Regions from separate parts of the Mus musculus genome. Here region 2 is linked to region 1. Evidence: chromatin contacts called from public Hi-C data. All regions are on one chromosome and are shown on one strand. The core of a region is the stretch at or near the end of the contact, and the rest is flanking DNA. Distances in the headings are between cores, read along the strand shown. Region 1 has its middle 85 kb from the start of 5031426D15Rik. Region 2 has its middle 160 kb from the start of 5031426D15Rik.

Region 1 (3,190 bases), core at 355-2,854:
GAGATCCTTGACTTCCATCCACCCTGTATATTAGTTTTCCTACGCTGTTCAGGGCTCCCACTTGGCAGGATGAGTTCTTTTATGTTCTCCTCTTTGTCCTTTCTTCCTTGGAACTTGCCAGGAAGGATCATCATGCATTTCTTCAGAAGTACAGACTCTGGGCCTGAGAGGTGGTTCAGTAAGAGAGATGGTAAGAATGCAGAAAGCTAGAGTTCAGTTTCCAGTTCAGATACCTTCTAACTACCTGTAACTTCATCCCTGAGAGATCTGATATCTTCTTCTAGCTCCAGTGGTTGCATGCATATACACTGAGAGACATGCATGCACATATAAATAAAGTAAATTAAAACCTTTTTTAAAAAAGAAAAAGAAACTAAAATACTTATTGCAGTTTATAAAGAGTGGTGTGGCATAGTTGAGTATATATGTGTACCCTCACACACACACACACACACACACACACACACACACACACACAGAGAGAGAGAGAGAGAGAGAGAGAGAGAGAGAGAGAGAGAGAGAGAGAGACCTTGTGCACACGTGGTCTCAGGCATGTAGAATGGGAATTAGATACATACCCCAAATTCCCATACTTGCATTTCCTCAGCTGAATAGAACCCAGGAGTCTTTTTCTGGCGTGTTCTTCTCTGTCAGAAGTTCTGCATGCCTTCCAAAAAGGCCTTAATCTCTCATATATCTAAAATGTCCTGGACCCTGAAAAGTGAGCGACTGATGTAGATTCTGAACAGGAAAACACAGGCCATCTATGTATAGATCTGGGCAAGCAGTGATTCACCTTTGCTTCACACTAATCTTTGAGGCACTATAACAAAGCCATTTTTAAATGTATGGTAATTTGTCACTTAAAGGGAAGAGTTGGGTAGCAGTGAGTCACTGCATTTCTTCTAAGTAGAGGTTGAATAGGTTACTGCATCCATTCATCTGTTGAATCATCAATTCGACATTTTATCTTACATTCAACAGGCTGACATGACCTGTCTTACAGGTGACAACAACCATATATTTTCCTTCACAAGAATAGCCTGTTTCCTACCAGTCAAGACAGAGCAATCTGACAAGTACATGAATTCCTCAAAGATTAGAAAATCCATAGACCACATTGGATAGTTGATGTAAAAAAGATCACAGTAGCATTTTTAGAAAGATGATTCAGTCAATGAAAATGTCTGTCATTCAAGCATGAGGTCCTGAGTTTGAAACCTCGGCACACACATCAACATACAGTCACATGTATAATACATAAAACTTTAGACACACACACAGAGACCATTGGTGGTGTATGAAAGCTACAATTCCTACTTTTTTTTGAGAAGCTAAGGCAATCAAAGAAATAGATTTATCTGTTAGGCCAATGGGAAATTCCTAGTTGAAGACAGAAATAACTACATTCCCCCCTCCCCACTTCCTCCTCTAATAGGAGGTCCTCAATGTGACTATATTCAGATCTCTCATCAACTGGAAGGAAAAAAAATTGATTCTAACATCAGGACTCAAGAGTTGTTCTTCCTTTTGTGGCCTGGAGAAGTCATTCTTGGGCTCAGCTAGTAACCAGCCATGCAGAGCATGACCAAAGCTTTCTGTGAGTCATCTCCCAAAGGGAGAGGAGGACTCTGGGCAACGCCTCGCCTCTCGTGGATCCACTCAGTTCCCATTTCATGGAAACCCTGAGCTTGCTTTGCATTTCTACGCTCTAACACCATTCACTATCGAAGCCTGAGGCTTGGGGCCTTTCTCTCTCTGAATGAAATGGTGCATAGAGACCTGAGATGCACATTTCTGAGAGGGAATGCAGAGCAATTGTTGTACAGAGGCCTCCAACTTGTCTGAGTCCTCTGCACTGGCAGTTTGTGCAGACTAGACTGTCCTCATCTGAGATGGGTAAAGTTTCTTTTTGAGTGATAAGCCTTAACTAATAGTGAAGGAGAGTGTGTCTACTTCCAGTTCAAGTTAAGATTCCATAATTGTCCATGACAGGCAACATGTCTTTCTCTTTGGCACACACATAGATGAAAAACATACCACTTATTAAAACTGGTCCCAGCATTCTGATCTCTCTTGTGCTCTGGGTAAAGTTCAGGGTCAGAGGAAGTGAAGAGCTAGGACCGATGTATACTAGCTCCCTCCCATCACGTTCCAGTGGATGGACTAGAAGAAATAGGCTTGGATTTTTACCCTTTACTTTTTACACCTCTAATACCCACAGCTAGGGCAGTTCCTTCTTGGGTTTTTTTTTTTTTTTCTTTTGTCAGGTTGCACAAGCAGCCATTAATTACTTGTCTAATTATATCCAGGAGAGTAACAAAGATGCCTCTGCTCACATCCCAGGGAGTTATCCTTCAGGTAATGAAAACAGTTAATTCCAAACCTGCTCGGCAATGTACTTCCTGCTAATGGAGAGTAAACACCATGTCACTTTGATAGCACACAGAAAGAGAAGCCTGGTGGATCTGCTCACACCTGACCAGGAAGGAACAGCGGTTCTGCCTGCTCTCCCTTCCCATCAGCCACCCTGTTGACACCTCTCAGATGTGTGGACGATGCCTGCCACACACTGGCCCACGTTTTCAAAAGCATCCTGTGTGAACTCAAACTACAAATGTGACTTAGAACTTCACTTTGGCCACTGTGTTTTAAGCAAAAGTTAAATGTTTTAAGAGGAACGCGGTTGCAAAACCCTTTCTTGTCTCGACTCATGCAGAATCTAGATGCTTAGAAATATGAATAAAATATGTTGAATTTACCAAGACCCTTCCAGGAAATCCTGTGTTTAAACTTTTGGAATGGAGGCAGTTTGAATATAAAGACAATCCATGAAAAGAATGCACAGGACGAAGTCATTTAACACTGCGTTATGAAGTTCTACTTCTTGTCATGAAAGCTTCTGGGTCTAATGTAATCCCATTATCTCTCATCTACTTCTGTTTTCTGTGTGGAAATAGAGGCTACTTCTCTGAAACTCTCCTTTATGGTGTAATCCTTTTTCTCAGCCCTTTCTTTACTGGGTTGAGTAAGTCCAGTGTTTTCAACTTGTCTTGTTTTGGCCCCTTCCCCTAAACCTCACCACACATACACATTCCCAACCTGTCATTTAGGCCGACAGTAATGGCACCCCAGAGGTGACCATCTTCCTAATTACAAAGCTTGACATCTAACCTCTTGAGAAATCTGA
Region 2 (3,190 bases), core at 312-2,811, 71 kb before region 1:
TGTGAGAGGCCCTGTCTCAGCAAGGCATATGCACCTGAGTAACACTACCTAATGTTGACCTCTGACCTCTACGCTAGCACACATACATAGAGAGGCAGAGACAGAGACAGAGAGAAGCATACACACAGAGACAAACACAACACAAACTTACACACATACATAAATAAGCATACAAGATATACAAGAGATATACAAGGATTTATACTCACAGGCATATATATAGAGAGACATATATATACAGAGAGAAAGGAGAGAGAAACATATACATACACAGAGAGAGACATACATGGCATACATCCATACAGAGACATACAAAGAAAGAAAGAAAGAAAGAAAGAAAGGAAGAAAGAAAGAAAGAAAGAAAGAAAGAAAGAAGAGAGAAGAGAGAGAGAGAGAAAAAAAGAAAGAAAGAAAGAAAGAAAGAAAGAAAGAAAGAAAGAAAGAAAGAAAGAAAGGAAGGAAGAAAGAAAGAAAGAAAGAAAAATATACACACGTAGACATAGACATACATATATGCATAGACATACATGTATGCTTGAGAAGAGGAGATGAAAGAGCAAGAGATTTTTATTTTTGAATTCAAAAAAGTAAAACGGTGTCTTGTGCCTGCAATCCCAGCATTCAGAAGGCCGAGATACGAAAGAAAATCAGAGTTCACGAAAGAAAATCAGAGTTCAAGGCCAGCCTGGGCTACAGAGCCAGACTCTGTCTGAAACTGAACAATGCACACAATAATTAATTTCCATGTGAAGGAGTCACTTTATCAAAACTGAGCAAAACAAAACTTAAAATGATACCTCACAGCAATTCACACGGTGATACAGAGGGAAAAAATTAGCTTCTCAAGGTGAACTTAACATTTTACTTCTGAGAATAAGATGTTTCCTGTTCCCTTGTTGTGTTCCAGATAAGCTGACTCAAATCTGAACAAAGCAACGTATTGTTTCTCTGCCATAAGCACACTCATACTTGATGGGAAACTTAAAATCCAATGGCCTAACAATTAGCAGATTGATCCGGTTTGTCCCAAGACTTGGGGAACTGAGGCAAGAGGCTCACAGAGAGTTCAAGGCCAGCCTGTACCACTTAGAGGGACTCTGTCTCAAAAATCCAAAGCAGAACAGAAAACAGATGCATTCAGTATGAGCATTCAGTGTAGCAGAAACAGAACCATGAGGGAAAAGAGAAAAAAGATAAATTTGTCTCAGTTTACAGAATGAATATACATTGCATGTAAGATATTTGAATCTCAAAATTAAAAACAAAAAAATTAGTACATCACAGTTCTGCATCATTTATAAACAAATGATTCCAGTAAGTGGGTGTCCAAGGATACTCTGCACTCCAGCAGCTTGAGAGGAACAGGGAGAGGCCCTGACCTGATCCTGCCTCCAGCCTCACCCTCAAGAAGGTGTTCTCTACCTGTGTGCAGTCATGCTGTAAGAGGGAGGGGGTTGCCAATGCCCAGGTGGGCTTGTAGGCATGACTGCTAAGCACAGTGCCCAGGGATCGAGCCAGTTGCTTCATTTCTTCACGCCCCAGAGCCCTCATTTATAACAGGAAGGGAAAAGTTCTACTGGTCTCATAAACAACCTAACTACGAGGAGGGTGTGTGCCAACACACAAGGAAATCATCCCAGCTCTCTACTTTGAGATAGACTTTTGCTTTATCCAGTTATTGGGTCTGGATGCAAGGTTCTGTTTGAAAGAGAGATTCTACTTCCTGCCTTTAAAAGGTTTTGGAGAGCCCACTGATCAAAAAGACTATTTTTCTTGGCATGTGGGCTGATGGTCTGCAATCTTTGTGCTTGGGAGGCTGAGGCAGGAGAATTGCCTGGACTAGAGGACAGGTATGTGTGGACAAACAGGGTTTCAGTGAGACCCTGTCTAAGAAAAAAACAAAATAAATTATTTTGCAACTTAGAATCATGCTCATCTATTTGTCCTTTGGCCCAAAGCCAGGTCCCTCCTCCTCCCGCCTTTCCTCCCATTAACCCTGAACTCTAAATATTAAGGCCTCATTGCTCTCCCTTCCCCAGCCCTGGATCCCTGTGGTACAGTGGGCTAATGAGATAAGGATGATGTCATTATAATTGCAGAAACTATTTCATGATAATCTTTTGTTTTTCTCTTGCTAACTTTCTAAAGGGAGAAACACTTTATTAATTATCTGAGCGCTGGCAGCCTTTTGGAAGTAAACTCTATATGAAGGCTACTGCTATTAGCCACACTGGATGAAGCACTTGGGGATTAAAAGCGTTATGTAAATGTTTACACATGATTATGACATGGCCCCAGCTTCATACTGGGAGGGCACAAACAGCCCAGATAGAAGCATGAAGTCCCAGAGAGGCGGTGGATTTTTTTTCTCTTACAAGGTATGAAATTGTCTTTTAATTTTAGCATAAAGATAGTCACACTTTTGAAGAGTGTCATTCACAGCCATTAGGATGATATTTATGACTGCGAAAGGAAGCAGCTGGACACTGAGGGTTAACTGACTATTTTAAGAACTGGGGTGGGGAGCACGGAGAAGAGGGACGGAGAGGAGAAATTAAAATGGAGTGACAAGAACGTTTAACAATAAGAGCAGCAGCTCCCAAAAGCAGACTCAGTATGTCTCTCTCTGATGCTGAGATAGATTCATTCTCTCTCTCTCTCTCTCTCTCTCTCTCTCTCTCTCTCTCTCTCTCTCTCTCTCTCTCTCTCTCTGTCTCTCTCTGTCTCTCTCTCTCCCACATCTCTCTCATTTTATTTTGTTTTAATATTTGGTGAGTTCTACCTAACACGTGGGGAAGTGTAATCCCTACCCCACCCCACCACCTGCAGGTTTCAGGAGAAGGCACTTGTGATCGCTCACTGGATCACATCTAGTACTCCTAAGGGATGCCTCTTGCTGGGTAGTGTGACCTAGGAAGTCCTCTTCTCTTGGGTAGTGCTGTGGGGATTCAAACCCAGCACCTCACTTATACTACTCAAGAGCTCAGCAACTCTAGGACTAAGCTTTTTCCAGCCTCTAAACTTCTTTCCAATGAAGAGGCCGCTGTGAGGGTCTCCGTCTGCTCTTGGTGCACAGGAGAATTTGATTCGTCCAAGCTGTTTCTCCATGTATGGTAATGATCTGAAATTTTCTTTTTAAAATTAGAGTAAGAAATAGAGGGAAATTGTTACACAAGAAGGATATTCATGG

What was found. A called contact is a pair of places that touch in the nucleus more often than the background predicts.
Region 2: a contact with region 1 is called in a Hi-C map of uterus, with 2.0 times the contacts expected there. The contact joins two enhancer-like sites. A contact is called at or near these places in 1 of 39 promoter capture datasets (the 3T3-L1 cell line), 1 of 15 datasets of contacts at CTCF or cohesin (the NIH/3T3 cell line), 11 of 484 Hi-C or Micro-C datasets (the 3T3-L1 cell line, 3T3-L1-derived adipocytes, the C2C12 cell line and 6 more), 1 of 115 datasets of contacts at active chromatin or transcription factors (heart atrium) and 1 of 9 other capture datasets (adipose tissue).

What each region holds. Positions count from the first base shown.
Region 1 is chr2:7,011,730-7,014,919 of GRCm38.p6, reverse strand. It overlaps a transcript of Celf2 not described here. Among named protein-coding and RNA genes, the nearest start is that of 5031426D15Rik, 85 kb to the right of the region's middle. Within about 2 kb of position 1,604, at least 39 of the 459 cell types and tissues checked have an H3K27ac peak or open chromatin away from gene starts, as enhancers often do. A contact at or near this core is called in uterus, where this site is marked.
Region 2 is chr2:7,082,707-7,085,896 of GRCm38.p6, reverse strand. It overlaps a transcript of Celf2 not described here. Among named protein-coding and RNA genes, the nearest start is that of 5031426D15Rik, 160 kb to the right of the region's middle. Within about 2 kb of position 1,561, at least 5 of the 459 cell types and tissues checked have an H3K27ac peak or open chromatin away from gene starts, as enhancers often do. A contact at or near this core is called in uterus, where this site is marked.